2 separate regions of the Hordeum vulgare genome follow, and region 2 is linked to region 1. A link is a contact called in public Hi-C data. All regions are on one chromosome and are shown on one strand. Each heading gives the region's core, a stretch centred on a gene start, on an enhancer-like site or on the middle of the called end of the contact. The rest is flanking DNA. Distances are from core to core; before and after follow the strand shown. Region 1 holds the start of LOC123426231. Region 2 holds the start of LOC123426232 (RNA-binding protein CP33, chloroplastic).

The links. Hi-C and Micro-C count contacts between places; a contact is called where the count stands out from the background.
Region 2: a contact with region 1 is called in a Hi-C map of leaf, with 3 times the contacts expected there. The contact joins the promoter of LOC123426232 here to the promoter of LOC123426231 in region 1. A contact is called at or near these places in 3 of 6 Hi-C or Micro-C datasets (leaf and seedling) and 1 of 1 datasets of contacts at active chromatin or transcription factors (embryo).

Annotation. Positions count from the first base shown.
Region 1 is chr2H:345,693,794-345,698,984 of MorexV3_pseudomolecules_assembly, forward strand. LOC123426231 reads right to left here and starts at 3,466. Exons shown (of 4, transcript XM_045110030.1): 1 at 3,117-3,466; 2 at 2,865-3,043. The coding sequence starts at 3,416.
Region 2 is chr2H:345,946,222-345,951,350 of MorexV3_pseudomolecules_assembly, forward strand. LOC123426232 (RNA-binding protein CP33, chloroplastic) reads right to left here and starts at 2,185. Exons shown (of 4, transcript XM_045110031.1): 1 at 1,688-2,185; 2 at 1,458-1,559; 3 at 903-1,214. The coding sequence starts at 2,182.

The DNA of each region.
Region 1 (5,191 bases), core at 2,216-4,715:
TACCACATCTACTGGATGGGGGTGTCTCTATTCTACAGTATGCAGATGACACGATCCTTTTTATGGAACATAATCTTAAAAAGGCCAGAAACATGAAACTCATCTTGTGCTTATTTGAACAGCTATCTGGGCTGAAGATTAATTTTAACAAAAGTGAACTGTTTTGTTTTCGAGGGTAGCGCCGATTGAAGAGAAGCTGGTCCAGCATCGTCTCAGATGGTTTGGACATATTCAACGGAGGCCACCGGAAGCGCCGGTGCATAGCGGACGGATAAAGCGTGCTGAGAATGTTAAGAGGGGTCGTGGTAGACCAAACTTGACATGGGAGGAGTCCGTTAAGAGAGACCTGAAGGTTTGGAATATCGACAAAGACTTAGCCATGGACAGGGGTGCGTGGAAGTTAGCTATCCACGTTCCAGAGCCATGACTTGGCTTCGAGATCTTATGGGTTTCAACTCTAGCCTACCCCAACTTGTTTGGGACTGAAAGGCTTGGTTGTTGTTGTTGTTGTTGTTGAACTTTTTTGTTTTGAAAACGCAAAAGCAGAACAGCTCACTTATAATCAACTTTTCGGTTGTGAAAATGGTAATTTACCTTTCACGTACTTAGGGATCCCTATTCACCACCGAAAGTTAACAAATAAGGAGTGGAAATGTATCGAAGACCGATTTGAAAAAAAAAATAAGCTGCTGGAAAGGCAAGCTTTTATCCTATGGAGGACGTTTGGTACTTGTTAATTCTGTATTATCAAGCATGCCCATGTTTCTTCTATCCTTTTTTGAAGTACCAGTTGGGGTGCGAAAAAGGTTGGATTTCTATCGGTCTAGGTTTTTCGTTTTTCTGGCAGAGTGATGAGGTAAAGACCAAGTATAGGCTGACTAAATGGGACATTATCTGCAGACCAAAGGACCAAGGAGGTTTGGGGATTGAGAATTTAGAGGTTAAAAACAGATGTCTGCTTAGCAAATGGTTGTTCAGATTATCTGTGAAAACAGAAGGTATGTGGGTACAAATTCTGAAGAACAAGTACCTACAACACAAGACCTTATCTTAGGTCACCACGAGACCAGGTGACTCTCCCTTCTAGAAGGGTTTGATGAGGTCTAGAACAGCATTTTTTAACAGAACTAGGTTTATCATTGGAAATGGTGAATTAACTAGATTTTGGGAAGATACATGGCTAGGGCGGGAGCCCTTGGCTCTTCAGTATCCGCAGCTGTACAATATTGCCCAACGTCGACAGGCGTCCGTTGCGACGGTATTGAGTGAGACTCCTCTAAATATTCAGTTCCGTAGAGCCTTGATTGGTGACAGATGGACTAGATGGCTGCATCTAGTTAGAAGGCTGATGGACATTAGCCTTTCTGACTGCCCTGATAGAGTTCAATGGAGGTTGACCACTAATGGTATATTTACTGTAAAATCTATGTATGTGCACCTCATAGATTCTTCGCCTATTCCAAAATCCATGCATATATTGAAGGTCAAAGTTCCCCTTAAGATAAAAATCTTCATGTGGTTTGTTCACAAAGGAGTTATCTTAACTAAGGACAACTTGGCCAAGCGTAATTGGAAAGGAAATCAAAGATGCAACTTCTGTCAGAATAAAGAAACTATTAAACACCTCTTTCTAGATTGCCCTATGGCTAAACTTATATGGCGCTCGATCCATATTGCGTTCAACATTAGCCCTCCTACTAGCATTAACATGTTGTTTGGGACGTGGTTGATGGGGGTCAATGTTGAATATACTAAACTTATTCGTGTTGGTACCTGTGCACTATTATGGGCTGCATGGAACTGCAGAAATGATTTAGTGTTTAACAGACAAAGCTATACTCACTTTTTGCAGGTTATCTTCAGGGCTACTGCCTTGATCCGCACGTGGTCCTTACTCACTCCTAGCCAGGGAACCTTTGGTTACTGGGTGTGCCCGATGGAAGATGGTAGCTCGGGGTATCTTCAACCGGTTTGGATGGCGACATATTAATAGGATAGATGACTAGTCATCTAGGCCTATTTCCATTACCGGTTGCGGCGCGATAGACGCCTTGTATCTTTTTCTTTTTCAAGAACGCTTTGTACTTGTTTCAGACTGGTTTCATACTTAATAAAAGGCTGCATGCATCACTCGATGCAGAGTCCGGGGCGATGCCTCCTTTTCTAAAAAAAACTTGAAGTGTCTAAGTTTACAAATGTCATGCTGCAGGCGAAAAATCGGAGACTGAACTCTGAACGAAAAAAGAGAGGAGCTACCTATATTGTCATCGTACATCATGGTGGAATGACAATGGGCAAAATTAAAGGGGTTACTGAAGATTATGTGAAACACACAATTGCCAGAACGTTATCACTTCTAAATTTCCGCCAAAGGGCACCAAATAGTACTGTATGATATATGCTTGCCGGTACCATTTTCTATTATTTCCCATCGATGGCACATCATACAGCCATTGGATTTTCACTTTAAGGGTACCCATATCCTAACTAATTCAATATGGAGAAAATGTTTTCGGGTTTTGAGTAAAGTATGAATATCAAAACCACGAATGTTTGAGAGAAGCCACACTCAATCATATCAATACAGATAAGTAAAATAACCCGCATTTCGACTAAAGAGAAGCCGAACATGGCTTGTGGCTGAAGTCTAAGGAGCCAGCTGTGAGATGTGACTGGATTTGACATTGATTAAGCCTTAAGGCAACTGCATTGGATGACCATTTCAGCAGACAATTTATTCACTGATGTGATTTTACACCGACAGTCTACTTTGTTCATGTGCAAGTGCATCATTACAGCGAGAAAATGAAAGCCAGCAAGAAATGCCTGCCTCCAACTAGACAGACAGTTGTAAACTCACGAACCTGCTGGTGAGCTTGTCCAGCCGCACGTAGACGTATCCCTTGGGCGACACCTTGAAGGCGAACATGGCAATGTCATCGCCAAAATGCTCGCCAAGAATCTCCTCGGCCGCCAAAAGAGCGCGCGCGCCCCACTTGACGTCCCGCAGGACGACACCGCCGCCGTCGCCGCCATCACCGATCTGAAACGTACCAAGGAGTCAAGAGCAGGCCGGGCAGCATTTGGGCGAGCGTGCACCAGGCCAGCCGAAATACCTCAGCATCGGCCCCTTCGTCTTCATCCTCCTCCCACTCCGCCACACACTCCTCCTCCTCCCCAGAGCCCTCGTCGCCTGGGCCAAGGCCCGCTATACTCGACACGAAGCGCGTCTGCGCCGCGGATACGGCCCCGCCGCATGAAGTAGGAAGGATGCTCCTGGGGCAGGCGGTGTAGGAAGCGTGCCGAACGGCGCTGCGGAGGCAGGACGAGGAAGCGGCAGCCACGGCGGCGCGAGGACATTTGGTCGAGCACCTAGCGAGCAGCGAGCGGAGCGCCTGGGCGAGGGCGTGCGCCATCCCTCGCACAAGTTGGTTGAATTTGCCTTCGCCTCTTACGGATGTCTCGGTTTGGGTCAGACCATCAGACTTACAGCATCACTATCACTAGTAATGTCCTTAAATTCTTAAATCTTTAAAATTAACTTTTTTACGGGTTTAAACAGAAAAAAATAAAGAATCTTTCCTAATCTCTCCTCAATAATTTAATTTAATTCTCCCCTGATAATAAAGCATGCATTGCTTCTGACGTCCGTCGTGACATTTTTGCAAAAACACCCCTATAGTTTCATCTAATTAACCGGCGGTACGTTTTTAAGTGAGGCTAAACCGTTTTTCACATTTTACATAAAACCCCCTTACTTTCATGCTAAATAACCCGCAGTCCAAGTTATATTCAGAACGAATCGTTTTTTAAATTTTTTACATACACCCCTCACATATGCGTTAATAACCTCGAAGTCCATTCAGAATAAATATGTATTTTCAAATAACAATATCTTTTAAACCGTAAATCCAATTTAAACATGTTATATATGAAACTTGATTAGAAAAATGTGTAGAGTTTGAATATGTTGTTATTTTACATATTAAATATTTTAAAAAAATACTATTTAGGATACAATGCTAATCAATATTTGTCTTTATTTCGTACCGACTATTTGTATTGTAACATGTTAACTTAAGCATCAATGTTTGAAAAAAATTATAATCTTTGTACATGATATACTTGCACTAGGTTCTTTCTTTGTACATATTTTATAATCTAAGACCTTACGTACGTGTCTTTTTTATTTTTCTCCCGTTGCAACGCACGGGCATTTGTGCTAGTTAATAATAAAGCAAATACGGTTTTTGGTCGTCCGTCTTGAAAATTATCCCTAAAGTTTGCATAAATTACCCACCATGCCACTGGTAAGTAATAGAAACGTTTTACAAAGCGAAAAATGCTGGACTGGGCCGGCCCATGTAAAAACGTCATATATTACGCTTTGCACGCTCGGAGAATATCCAACACACCGTAAGGGCCGGCCATGCACAGGCGTATGCTTTTAGTTCCGTTTATTTATTTACTTTCAGTTCCGTTTTATTTTTTTTATTTTAAATAATTTAGAACTTCAAATAATCTTTAAAAAAATAATAAACTCAAAATTATAAATTAACATATTTAAAAAATTAAAGTGTTTGTGACTTCAAAATCTGCTCGGAGTTTTGTAAAAATTACTCGCATATACAATAAAATATTTGCAATTTTAGAAAAATGTTTGTACAATAAGAAAAGTCCATGATCTCAAATACAATTACATGTATTAAAAATTATTAAAGGCATTTAATAAAATGCTTTCTAATTTAAAATATGTTAATGCATTTAAAAAATGTCTTAAAATTTTAAAAATAGCTAATGCCTGTTTTGATAGTTTCTTTTTTTTATTCAAAATTTTCCGTTCCATTTTTGTTTATTTATAATTTAAATAATTTAGAATTACAAAAAAAATTGCATACTAAAAAATAGGAATTTTTAATTAAAATGCTGACGAATTTTTATTTTGAATTAAAAATAGGATTCAAAAAAGCGCCGGATTTTTATATTTTTTTTACAAATTCCAAAACAATGTCCATGAATTTAATAAATATATTACTTATTTATAAAAATGTTTGTTTATTCAGAAAAAGTTCATGCGTTTTAAAAAATGTTTGTGAATTTAAAATAAAATCCTCCAACACCAAAAATTATGTTCGTCTTTTCTTAAATTGGTCACCAATTCAAAAAATAATATTTAAACCCGTTCGAAATA
Region 2 (5,129 bases), core at 935-3,434, 250 kb after region 1:
AACCTCGGAGTTCCCCGTGTGAGCCATGGAGGCCCGCCTCCACCTGCAAGTACTTCGCTCCGCCGCGTCGCCGCCGTTCTTCATCCAGTCACTGTAGCTGTCGTGTTGATTTGATCCAGAAGCTGTGATCGAGCGCCGAAACGGGGGCAGCAAGCAGGCAGAGGTACGGCCGCGGAGGCGGATGGGTTGAGATCGACAACAGTGGTGGTTGAGGTAGGCGGCGGCGGCGAGTGGTGTGGCAACGGCCTGGGCACACGCGAGGGTGGACCAGGGTCGACGCGATGCGCTCGAGCGCCGCAACGGGGGCAGTGAGCGGGGAGAGGTACGGCCGCAGAGGTGGGTGGGTTGAGATCGGCAGCCGTGGCGGTTGAGGTCGGCCGCGGCGGCGAGTGGTGTGGCGGCGGCCTGGGCACAGGCCAGGGTGGCTCAAGGTCGACGGGAGGAGACGATGCGTACGAGTATAATTTTTGCAGCGATCGTTTTTCCTTTTACGTTGTAGATAAATGATGGAGCGCGGGTTGAATAACAAAAATTACAGAGGCTTTTTTATAAAAATGCCGTGGTGGGTTTTTCGACGGAAGCAATAGGCTCTTTATTATTATTATTAGGTGTAGATTGACTAATTTTTCTCTATGAAATACTCCCTCCGTCCCAAATTAAGTGATTCAACTTTGTATTAAGTTTGTACTAAAGTTAGTATAAAGTAGAGTGACTTAGTTTGAGATGAAGGAAGTACTACAAACTATAACAAAGTAACATACTGGTGACCCTGTTTCTACATTTCATAATTCAGTTTTCAATTACTTGCTGTTTTGTTCTACTTATGCTATTATACCATGGTAATCCAGTGAAGTGGTGGATGTGGTGGGTATTTTGGTTCTAAGGTTGCAAGAAAGACATACCACTCCGTCCATGGCCTGCAAGGCAGCCTTTGCATCTTGTATGGTGTGGAAGGAGACAAAGCCAAACCCCCTCGAACGACCGGTGTCACGCTCGAAGATTACCCTGGCACCAACCAAGCCAGGCTGCCCTTCAAATGCCGTCTTGAGTGCGTCAGCCCGCACACCCCAACCCAGGTTGCCGGCGTAAACCTTGTATGTCCCATCGTCAACAACACGCAAGCTAGTCCTTGCAACCGCTGCCGATGCCACTGCCCTTTCTCCTCCTCGCGGCACTTCCGGGAAATTCACCCTGACTGTCCTCCCTCCCAGCAGCTGCATTGACACATGCATTCATGGCCAAGAACAAGAACAAGAACAAGCTCAAGCTTTCATGTGGAATGGAGAAGAAGCTGCATTGACACATGCATTCATGGCCAAAAACAAGAACAAGAACAAGCTCAAGCTTTCATGTGGAATGGAGAAGAAGCTGCATTGACACATGCATTCATGGCCAAGAACAAGAACATGCTTTCATGTGGAGTGGAGAAGAATTGGTTCAACTAGTGCGGAACTCACGGCTCCGTTGAACATCTGGACGGCCTTGGCAGCCTCCTCGGCGGTGGCCATGGTGACAAAGGCGAAGCCGCGGCTCCGGTCGGTGATTTTGTCATAGATTATCTGCAGGAGCGCAATCATCAAACCGTGGACAGGAATTCATACGCGCCCGGAAGACAGAGACAGGCACAAATTGAAGATAAGACTTGGATTGCATTTCGCGTGCTTTGAGTTTGATCTTTGATGAGTACCTGGACATCGTCGACGCTGCCGGCCTCGGAGAACGCTGCAGTGAGCTCAGCGGCGGTGAAGGTGTAGGGCAGGTTGCCGACGTAGATTCGCCCGGGCTCTTGTCCAAGTGCCGGCCGGTTTCTCGGAGGATAGTAACCGCGAACTGCCTCGACCTCGGGCTCTGCCTCCTCGCCCTCTTCCTCCACGTACTCCTCAGAGTAATACTCTCCGTCAGAAGAGAACTCTTGGCCGGAAGCGGCGGAGGCGGAGGCGGGCAGGAGAATGGGGTGGCTACGGTGGGAGGAGAAGAGGCGGAGCCCGATGCAGTGTCCCTGGAAGTTGTTGAGATTGAAGTGAGAAGGAGGGAGTGGGATGGCGGCGGCAGTCGCGGTGGGGTGAAGGAAAGAGCGGAAGGCGACGACGGCGGTGGCCATGGCCGTGGAGGAGCGAGGAGCTTTGGTGCTGTGGTGTGTCAGTGTTCGGTCTCTTTCCTTATCCTCTACTCCTGCAGCCATATTATGCCGGGTAGGGGCTTAAACAGGCCAATACTTATCGTCTGGGCTCACCTAGTCCGGGCCTTGAGAAACTCCGGCCCACTAAAGACCCCCTCTCCGTGTCCGAACACACCAATTCTTTCTCACCAAGCGGCGGCGGCGGCGGCACCGTCACCGTCACCAATTCTTCTTCTTCCTCCGCAAGAAGCAGAGGCCGCCGCCCCGAGACCCCAAACACTTCCTTTCCTCACCGAATCCAAATCTCGTGCGAGAAATTTTGCAATGGCGTCGGCAGCGTCCGAAGTCGATCCCGACGTCGTTGAGGAGTCGTCTAGCGCCGGAGGCAGCCGAGAGGAGGCGGCCGCGGCGGTCGAGACAGAGCCGGCGGATGGGGAGGAAGAAGGGGAGTGCGGGTTCTGCCTGTACATGAAAGGTGGAGGTTGCAAGGAGGCGTTCGTGTCGTGGGAGGAGTGCGTGCAGGCGGCGGAGAAGGAGGGCTCCGACATGCTCGACCGCTGCTCCCAAGCCACCGCCGACCTCAAAAAGTGCATGGACGCCCACGCCGACTACTACGCCCCCGTGCTCCAGGCTGAGCAGACCGTCTCCGACCAAGCCGAAGCCGCCATCGCTGCTGCCACCGCCGATACAAACAAGAACCCCTCCCCGGACACTGATGAGACCAAGATGGAAGAAGCTCCTGTCGAGTCTGCCGCCATCGCTGCCGATGAGAAGGAGGTGGTGGTCGAGCAGGCTACTTCCTCCACGGCCGCCGAGGGGGTGAAGAAGGAAGAGGCAATCGTCCACAAGGCAGAGTCCTTGTCTTTGGGTAACTAACAACTGGGGGATTAGATTTAGATTTTTCAGCTCGTGGTAGCTTTTTGTTCAGTATGAGTTATGATCTGATTGAGGCGCATGAGGTTAGTTTTTATCCCCCTGTGGGGAAATAAGGTTCCTTTTCCAATAACTGTTGGCCATGATACCGAATTTACTGAAGAATTTCTGGATGCTTTTTATATGATACACCCTCTGTAAGTCTTTTTAGAAAATCCACTACATAGACATCAGGGACGAAGCTAGAAAAAATATTTACTGGGGTCATGTCTATAATACCGGAATTATCTTAATAAATAAATAGTGTTTAGTAATGAATTAATGAAAGATTTACTAATATCATTGGGGTCAATTGACCCCAATGCCTACAAGGCAGCTACGTCCCTGATAGACATACTTTAGAGTATGGATTCATTCATTTTTCTTCGTATGTAGTCCCTAGTGAAATCTCTACAAAGACATATATTTAGGAATGGAGGGAGTAGGTTACATACTCATCATCTTTGTGTTTGATGCATTGACATTGTATCTCTCGAACTACTCCTGGTGACTACGATGACGACAAGATACACAATTTGCTTTAGAATTTCTTGATACTTTTAGATTACATATGGGTTACATATTCACCATGTTTGTTGCCTGATGCATTTCCATTATAACGTTGGTCAAGTCATGGTGACTGCGATTGTCTAATAAAGTAGCCTTCGATTGCATTGGATTTGACATGCTGAGCAAGTTTGAAATAGGTTTCAGCTGGTTACTTTCATTGACATCAATATGGTTTGCCTGCATTTACCATTAAATTTAGGATTTTAGACTTAAATCAACCTTTTCTTTGTGTCAAAAGATGGCAGATCTTGTAACTAGTCACTTCGCCAACGCAATAGTAAGAAACCTGGAATGTTATATGGCCAAACTCCCCAAAATAATCAGTTGCATGAACAAAACAGCAGTTATTTACATAGACTTCTTATATATGTGAGTTCTTTTTTCTGAATAATTGTTGAACATGATATAGTTTGCTGAATTTTTATCTGATGCCTTTATATAATATGTGTGTCGCTTGATTGATTGACATTGTATCTCTGGTTAAGTCATCATGGCAAGATACTCCCAGTGACTGATGTCTAGTACATCGTCTCTGAGTTGTAGTACATCGTCTCTGAGTTGTATGGGGAGTTTGAAATAAGTTACAGTTGATTGTTGTCATTGATATCTGTATATATCTTCGTTCCATTATTGTGAATGAACAAAACAGCGATTATTTAAATACTGCTGATATGTAATGTGATATTATTTTCTTCCGGAATTGTTGTTTTAGCTTTCTAGTTACTAGTTTGACCTGAGGCTTGTTGATCGCATGGGCTATAGGATGACTAATACAGGTGATGCAAGAGAAGGACCGTCGCAGGAGTAAGGAGTGAAATAAATTTATTGACATTGTGTTTGATTGGATTAACTGGTCTACTATGTTCGCTAATGGGTGTAATTACGTCATGCTTGCTTAACTTCAGGTTTTTATCTGTCAGTAGTTTGTAGTTTTATTTGGTTTACAAATGTTACACTATATGTGGATTGCCTAGCCCTTTCCATCAGTTCGGACTTTTGGTTGCGTTGGCTAGTGCATGAAGCTTAACATGGTATCGGAGCTAAGGTCTTAAGTTCAAGTCCGGGCTTTCGCAATTTATTAAAAAATGCTGGTAGCCCCCCTTTATGTCCACGTAGAGGCCTCTTGAGTCATACGTGAGCTTCGCACGTCATCACTCTCTTCCGGTTACATGTGTTGACTTGTCTTCCCCGTCACACGTGAGAGGGGGTGTTACACTATATGTGGATTGCCTAGCCCTTTTTCATCAGTTCGGATTTTTGGTTGCGTTAGCTAGTGCATGAAGAAGATCATAATGTGGTTAATCCAAGGTTCAAAGACACGGGTTACCTAATTGGTACCATGATCATTTTGGGTTTGTTGGTGATTTGATGTGTTATAACCTTACCATATGCCATGACCATGTTGTAATTGTTGCTATTTTGGCCTATTCCTAGGTCTGTCGCTTGATTGCTTCAGGTGGAGTGTTATTTTCTTCAGTAGCTTCAGATGAAATACTCTTTAACATTTTTACTCTGGAAAATCCATGCT